Regions from separate parts of the Mus musculus genome. Here all the other regions are linked to region 1. Evidence: chromatin contacts called from public Hi-C data. All regions are on one chromosome and are shown on one strand. Each heading gives the region's core, a stretch centred on a gene start, on an enhancer-like site or on the middle of the called end of the contact. The rest is flanking DNA. Distances are from core to core; before and after follow the strand shown.

Evidence for each region. A called contact is a pair of places that touch in the nucleus more often than the background predicts.
Region 2: a Hi-C map of uterus shows a contact between it and region 1, with 4 times the contacts expected there. The contact joins two enhancer-like sites. A contact is called at or near these places in 2 of 484 Hi-C or Micro-C datasets (cerebellum and uterus).
Region 3: a contact with region 1 is called in a Hi-C map of cerebral cortex, with 8 times the contacts expected there. The contact joins two enhancer-like sites. A contact is called at or near these places in 1 of 484 Hi-C or Micro-C datasets (cerebral cortex) and 1 of 115 datasets of contacts at active chromatin or transcription factors (fibro-adipogenic progenitors).

The regions. Positions count from the first base shown.
Region 1 is chr4:13,831,763-13,834,462 of GRCm38.p6, forward strand. All of the region lies in intron 1 of Runx1t1 (RUNX1 translocation partner 1), which reads left to right. Among named protein-coding and RNA genes, the nearest start is that of Runx1t1, 48 kb to the left of the region's middle. Within about 2 kb of position 1,354, at least 75 of the 459 cell types and tissues checked have an H3K27ac peak or open chromatin away from gene starts, as enhancers often do. A contact at or near this core is called in cerebral cortex and uterus, where this site is marked.
Region 2 is chr4:13,264,174-13,266,873 of GRCm38.p6, forward strand. No RefSeq gene overlaps it. Among named protein-coding and RNA genes, the nearest start is that of Gm46880, 17 kb to the right of the region's middle. Within about 2 kb of position 1,403, at least 37 of the 459 cell types and tissues checked have an H3K27ac peak or open chromatin away from gene starts, as enhancers often do. A contact at or near this core is called in uterus, where this site is marked.
Region 3 is chr4:13,205,812-13,208,511 of GRCm38.p6, forward strand. No RefSeq gene overlaps it. Among named protein-coding and RNA genes, the nearest start is that of Gm46880, 75 kb to the right of the region's middle. Within about 2 kb of position 1,275, at least 59 of the 459 cell types and tissues checked have an H3K27ac peak or open chromatin away from gene starts, as enhancers often do. A contact at or near this core is called in cerebral cortex, where this site is marked.

The DNA.
Region 1 (2,700 bases), core at 104-2,603:
AGAAGAATGTTACTACACAGGGAAGATAGTCTTGTCTGGAAGCTGCGTGAATCATTTGAGGTAAAGGCCTTATTTTACCTACCTTCCAGACCTTCTTTTCAGCCTTTTCTTTCCCTTTCTCCATCCGTCTTTTTCTTTCCTCCCTTTCTGTGTCACTCTTTCAATAAGTATCACAAGTTGTCTTCTAGCAACTGAAAAACAGAAAGGATATACCAGGAAAGTATAATCTTCATTAACTTAAAAAAGGTACTTGTGATACATTCTAACCTCATGTTGGTTTAAGCATGTCCTCTAATTTGAAATAGGGTGAAGTGCTTCTCTGGTTAAGTCATCGCTCTTGTGCTGTTTGCTATATAGTTTCAAGAATATATATTTCAAAAACATTGGAAAAAAATAATCCCAAACAAATGCAACAGAGCTCCACATACTTGAAACATATTGTCCAAATTTATCTTAAATCTCTGTGCTGCAGAACGTTTCTGTGTGCATGGATTAGGCCGGCTGATGACTTCTTCATCTATCACTATCCTGGGTGATTGTGTCGAGCAGAAGAGAATGACTTACATATGGTCCCACTTTGTCGTAGTTTGTAGGGCCTCTGGGTTGGAACCATTTGATCAGAGAAGCCAACCGTCACAGAAATTTGGCTAATGTCGAAATCCTACATATGCACATGTACACATAGATCAGGTCAGACTGTGTCTATTCCTGTTTGAACTCGTGGTTTCCTTCCGTGTATTGATTGCTAGTTCTTTCTCTTAAAATACTGATGACATTAACACAAAAAAAAACCCTCATACTTGTTTTGATCATGATATTCTGTAAAGGCATTACGTTACAGGTGTGGTCCAGGCTGATGTGGAAAATGTTTCTCAGTTAAAGCTATGAGTATGTCCAACATCTTTCTAGAACTGAACAGAGCTAGAAATACCAAAGATTATCTTCAGCAGAAATCTAACTCTTACATTTGAAGAAGAAGCCCATGGTGGGCTTTATATTGTATCTTTTTTTCTTGGTGTAAGTACTTAAAAGGACAGAGGACTTAAGTGAACTTTCTCAAGTTAGGTATTCTTGTCATCTGAGGTGGGTGACTGGCCGGGCTGGTAGATCCTTCTTTAGTAAATGGAGCTTCTGAGAGCGTTTCTCCCTTTGGGGTCTTTCTCCTTGTTTTGTTCTTTCCTTGTTTCTCCTTTTTCTTTCTTTCTATTGCTTCATTGATGTTTTTTTTTCATGCTTCCCATTTCCCCCTCCCCCTCTGCTCTTGCCTTTTCGGTCTGTTCAGCCACGTGCTCTGTGGATCTGGCCTGCCTTCCCTCTTGGTTCCCTGTGAGTGTTAGCAGAATGAAAGCCAGATGGACCAGCAGTTCCCACTGTTATCTTCCAGCAGACTCTGGCAAGCCTCCCTCCCTCCTTCCTTTCTTGGCATGACAGAAGTATTTGCCTTTATTTAGGGAGCCCATGTTCGCTGCTGTACCTCTTCCCTCAGCTGCAGCATAAGCGGAAAACTTTATTCTCCTCTTGCCGAGGTTGATTGAGGAGAGTAGACATGCCGTAGATTTATCAAAGGAGCAGTTTGAAGCCCGCCCAAATTGTTTATTTTTCTGAAATAAGGGATTACTGAAGCTGGTGGTTGCGTGCCCTGGGATAGCAGTATAAAGACATGGTTTTTGCAGTAAGATAAAGTCTGGAGTAAGTTGTATTTGTGTTGGTGTTGCCGCCAACATGTCCCTCGGGATACTTCTCTTGAACTGGGATTATTCAGTGTTATTAAACCAATGGTAGAGAAGAAGACACAGAGCCTGATACTGCTGACTCAATTATGAAGCAAAATATACTTACTAGGCTGTAGATGATGGTATTACATCATCCCTAAAATAGGATCAACATTATTTGAGCTTTTAAAATGCCCTGTTTTTGTTGCACTCTCCTTTTTATGAAAATGCTTTTTTTTTTTCTTTTTTTTTGACGCAGGGTATTACTAAGTAGCTTTCATGAGTTTAGACCAGAATGGCTTCAGATTTAAAGCAATCCCTCTGTCTCTGCCTCTCAAGTGCTGAAATTCCTGGTGTATGCTACCAGGCCTAGGTAGAAAACTGCTTTTGTTTGTTTGAGATACAAGCTTAGTATTTCAAGCTGTCCTTGAACTCCTGTTTCTCTTTGCCTTCGTTTGCCAAGTGATGGGATTACAAGCATGCGTCATGAGAGGTGCCATAGCAAGTTTCTTTGAAGAAAATAAGCTAGGTTTGGGATTATAATAACAGTAATTTGACTGTTTAGTTTCATTGACTTTAATTTTTTTTACTTATTTTAATTTTATGTGTATGTATGTGTACCGTGTGTGTGTGTGTGTGTGTGTGTGTGTGTGTGTGAGAGAGAGAGAGAGAGAGAGAGAGCACCGTGTGTGTGTGCACTAGCCTTAGGATGTCAGAGAGGGTATTGGACCTCTTAGAACTGGAGTTAAAAGTGATTGTGAGCAAGCACATAGGTGCTGTGAATTGATCTCAGTATGTCCTCTTAACCACTGAGCCATCTTTTCAGCTCTTAGTATCTGACTCTTAAGGAAATTTGGGAATTATTTGCGAGGCCATGGGTGTGGGGGAAATTGTGGAACAGGAGTTAAATCTGTAACTGACTGGGAACAATCAGTTGAGATCTCTACCTTCTGAACAGCACACCCCGGTCCTGTGCGTAGCCCATTGC
Region 2 (2,700 bases), core at 153-2,652, 570 kb before region 1:
ATACTTCACAACAGACACACTATGCTATCATTTTTTAAAATGTCCACTCCCTAAAAAACATGTTCTTCTTGCAGCATAGTCTCCTTCCCAAGGTAACATTTTCAACTTAGAACCACATTTACTAGAATTTTCATGCACCCACTGGCTAGTTTTATCTCAACTTGACATATCTAACTTGAGTCCTTTGAAAAGAGAGAAGGGACTTGAGAAAATGCCTCTATGTGATTGGGCTGTAGAAACACTCTAAAGAATTTTCTTAATTAATGATTGACATGGGGTGGGGGGAGACAGACCATTGTGTGTGGTCTCACTCTTTGTCTGGTATTATGAGAGAGCAGGCTGAGCAAGCCACGAGAAGCTAGCTGGGAAGTAGCACTCTGCTGTGGCCTCTACATCACTTCCAGCCTCCAGGTTCCTGCCCTGCCTGCCTTCCATGAAACTGTAATAAAGAGTGAGTGAGACAAAAATCTTTCCTCACTCAAGTTGCTTTTGGTCATGGTGTTTTATCACAGTGACAGTAACTGTAACTAAGAAGCACAATACTGAGGGGAGTCTTATCTGAGAAATGGGAAATCTAAAGGCAAATAAGATGGCATCATGGGACAAGAAAAGCTTGGAGACAAAATGATTGTTTAGTCAACAGAGAAGCCTGAGCTAGGAGTCTCTGAGAAGCCTTGTTTCCATGTCTGAAGATTCCATAAGACACACATTTAAATTCCTGCTTTGTTGAGCACCAGCTACATCCTACAGATAAGCCTCAATGTTCTTATCTACAAAAGGACGATGGTAAACCTTGGGGGGGGGGATAGTTTATGGTGACCTCGTGGGAAAGAGACATGTAAGAGGCTTGGAATCATGTCTGTGAAGAAGGCATTAGAAGATGCTGCAACTCCCATGAAGATTACAGGGAGAGAAAAATGTGCCTGGGACAAGCTTTCGGCTGCTGTCAAAATCCCCTCAAAGCCAGAATGCAGAAGAGCTTGACCAGAAGAATGTGGGAGCTATCCTGGCAACTGGCCATTCCAGTGTCCCCAGTAGGTCTTTTCTCGTTCCCCTGCCACCTCCCCCCACTGCACACCTTTCAGCTTCTCCTCCAACCTTTATGTTAATAAAGTCAGTAATTGCCTTTTCTGGCAGTTCATAGAGAAATGCTACTCCTGACCTCCTAGCCTGCTCCTCAGAAAGGAAAATGCCCTTTGGTTTTCAGAGACTTAGCACCCAGCCTCTGAACAAGATGCCTCTCTCTTAGCAGATCTTTTCACATGTGATAAGCTTGGCAAGTTGCCCTGGTAAGTGTCAAGCCCTGAATGTTTTTGTTTTTGCCCTGGTGGTCCTGTGGAGTTACTGGAATACTTCTGGAGATCTGTTTTGTATCAAGTGCTCAGCCCAGGGTGACACTGAGAAGAAGCAGGTAGAGACTGAGAGGGGCTCTGGACTTCATCGTGTTTAATTCTGATAGCCGACTCCCTGTCTACCCTGTACTCCTTAAAGCTCCCTTCAATCTTTCTCTGGCCCCTTTCCTGTGGGCTCTTCTGTATTATAGGGCAATCTCTCTCTCTCTCTCTCTCTCTGTGTGTGTGTGTGTGTGTGTGTGTGTGTGTGTGTGTGTGTTCTTCCTTTTGTTCCCCTGAGAGGGTTGCCAAAACTCCTTATCTGTTGATGAATGAAAGAAATTTCTCTTGGGCAGGCTAGACTTGCTTAATGCAGCCCTGGTCAGCACTGGTGGTCATTGAGTTAAAGGAGCATCAAAAGTCAAAGCACACTGAAATATCATAGTTGCCTGTTGTGCCAGGAAGTGCCACGGGCTGACGTTTTCCTCCAGGAGGGGTGGAGGGAAGGGCGTGTGAGACTAATGGAAGCAGTCTGGCATTCTTTCCCTGACATGGAGACACCCAGTACCAGATAGTTTTGTCCTTGGCGTCTGTATTAATTCCACTTTTTTTTTCCCCTTAAGCCATGCTGAAGAGTTCAGCTGTGTTTTAATTTAGTCAAATATCAATCAGTGAAAATTCTTTTTTATATGGACTTTTAACATATTTGAAGTGAGATTCATTTTCTTAAGTTCCTTGAACCTCAACCATCCAAATCCTTTTCTCTAACTTTTCAAATTAATTTTGAATAACTATCAGCACAAGTAATATAAAAGAGGTATTTCCATTGGTGTAAGTACTCCATGATGTAAGCTATGTTTCTCACTGTCTCTTATAGTGTCATCTATAATATGCATACTCACTTAATATGGAATAAATGATGTAAGTCAAGAGTCAAAGAAGGGCCCTCTTCCAGAATCTCAAGTGACCATTGTTCACACAAATCAGGAAGAGGAAACTGCTGAAGAAACAAGGAAAGAAAATGATCTAGTTTCAGAAGATGAGACTGGAGTTGGCAGGGAGATGGGAGGGCAGGGAGATGCCAGGTGGTCACCTAGCAACTGCCAAGAGACTCATTATGTCACAGTCTCATCATTAATTTACTAAGTACTTACAAGTTGCTAATGTGCAATGAGTACACTCTTCTCACCATCTGGGGAAGAATGCTGGAATAACAGTTAACAATACACTGTAGGTCAGTGAGGCTGAGTTTAAACCCCAGCCTTATCTGTTGCTTTGTGTGACCAGTTTCAACTTATTACATCACTTCAAACCTCTATGTGCCCACCTGGAAAAGGGATATAGCAACGATAGCTACTTACTTGTATAA
Region 3 (2,700 bases), core at 25-2,524, 630 kb before region 1:
GTGTTTAAGTCACAAGACTACATGGAAGTGGGAGCCAGGCTTTAACCCTGCATTTTCCACTCCAAAGGTTTGTTTCCATCTACCAGGTTGAAATTGTCCATAGAAGAAATAATCACACTAATGGCATGTTTGTTAACTATGCCACAGTTAGAGCAGAGGAATATACCTTCTGGGTCAAAACAGAAAATCTAACTGATCATCAGTGGTAGAATCTTAGGGGACTATCTTAGTGTGTTCTATTGCTGTGAAAAGGCACCTCTACCACAGCAACTTTTACTAAGAAAAACACTTAGTTAGGGATTGCTTAGTGTTTCAGAGGTTTAGTCCATTATTGTCATGAAGATGGGCATGGCGAGATGCAGGCAGACTTAGTGCTGAAGAGGTGGCCACTTCATTTTTAAACATATACTTTTATATCTACTGAATGTCACTCACTCTGATAAGCACAGGGCATCACCCAAAAAGCAACCGAATTGTCCAGGCAATTGCAATAGACTCAGAGGAAGGAACAGACATTCAAACACACAAAAAGTTCTGTACAGATGTTGATGGATCACTGTGGAAATGTCTTATGTGCCCAATGTAGTAGGCACTGAGTATTGTTTCACAATCCTTTTGCATCTGCTGTTTACACTGTTTTACATTAACATAGAGTGTGCACATCCAGTCACGATGCCTGACTGTTTTCTGTTTTGAAGTAGTCAAATGGTCCAAGGTTTGCCCATTATTTCTAATACAGTGTTAATTGGAAATAAAAATTAAAGAAGCAAGGACTTTTTAAGGAACATTAACAGAGTCAAAGAAATGAAACGACACAGTCCACTATTTCCTGAGTCCATCTGCAAACACCACTGTTCTAAGTGCATTGAAGATTGTGTATACTCATGAAAAAAATGCGTTATAAATTTGACTAATCTCTAAGTGTGATTCCTAAAAGTTTTTAGACAGACCAAAGTGTAGTCTGTTTCAGAGATATCTGCTACATTTTAAGTAGCTGGGATTTATTGGGTTAAACAGCCTCAAGCCATCTGGAATATTCAGCTGTTCAGAATCACTCATTTCCAGGGAGTTCTGTATAGTAAAGGACTTACACTGTATGTGTTTTCACGTAATGTGAGCAGAAGTGTGACTATTTGTAACATTTAAACTCACAATTTCCATAAATGAAAGAAAGTTCAGTATGAGATTTCTCATGACTCAGTTTTTCTCTGCCTCCTGCAAACAGTCCGTGCAGCTTGCAGAGAGCTGATGAATAGGCAACGCTGTAAATGCAGAGCCAGCGTGCCGGTGAGACACTCAACAGCGTCTGCGCAGGATGAATCGTGTTCTTTCCCAGTCAGTTGGCTTTTCAAGATCTTTGCTAAAGAAGAGATGCAAAAACTCTCTGGGACTCTTTCATCAGCCATCAAACTTGTGGCTTTTGGAGCACATTGGATTTGAGAAGCTTTTCATGAAGCACCTTGAAACAGCTTGCTATGGAAATGGAGAAAAAGGAAGGCAGATGCCTGAAAAGACATTTTTTCTTTTAGTTAACATATCACAGGATGGGCTCTGTGCCCAAACTTGAGAATTCAGAACTCGTTGACATGAAAAGGAGCTCTTTCTCTCACAAAGCTGTTGGATTACTCTCGAGATTTGAATAAAAATCTCCTTTCTCTCTCTCTCTCTCTCTCTCTCTCTCTCTCTCTCTCTCTCTCTCTCTCTCCTCCACCCCAACATATACATATAAATGCTTTCTACATTAAATCTGGGCAACTCTCTTTATGTTGCTATAAATTGTTGAATAAATTGCTTTAACTCTCTGGATGTTTCTAGAAAGGTCATATGTCCTGGGTTCCTATGGAAATACACACCATGGTCATGCGCTTATCAAAGGGAAAGAGTGGGAAGCAGCATCAGGACTGCCTTTCGTCAAAGTAATATTTATGGCTAAGCAAACCAACATTTCAGCTCTGGAAATTCTAAATTTGTTGCCAGACAGTATCTGGAGATTATTGTGGGCATGTTGACTGAATACAGACCCCTTCAGCTTTTCTGAGAAATCTGACCATCCGTGATGGTCCCCCTTCCTTCTTGCTGGATTCTAGGTTAAACCTGGTGTCTCATAGGGGTATCTCATGACAGAGAGTGGGGTGGTAATGGCACTGAAATGACATTTTCTGCACTTTGTAGTTGCAACTGTTATAATGGTATGTGAAAAAGGTAAAACTTTAATTTGTACAAAATGTTCCTTTCCTAGAAGGAGTAAAGGTATATTTAATAATTGCTATATTTTCCCCAAAATATTACATTTCTGGGTATATGCTATATTGCCTATGCTTATTTAACAAACATTAATGGAGTGTCTCTCCTATGTTCGAGGCACTCTGGTAGATGCTGAAAGAACAGAGTGTCAACCCAGGAGGCTTTGCTGTAGACTCAAAGAAAGCAAGAGTGATATAAAGCAGACTATGAAGTAACGTGCATGTTAAGTTAAAGGCTTTTTTTTTTTCATTAGTGTACACAGGGGGCTAGCCCTGACTCACAGTGATGAGGAGATTTTTAAAGAAAATTAATAGAACTAGAATATTGTCTGATAACACTACAGGATTGTACAACACAATAAGACTTTACCAAACCTCAAAGCTGAGTACCTCAAACCTCTGCTCTCTGTATTTTAGGCTTCTTCTTGGACCCATGTACCAGGTAAGGAAACCAAGA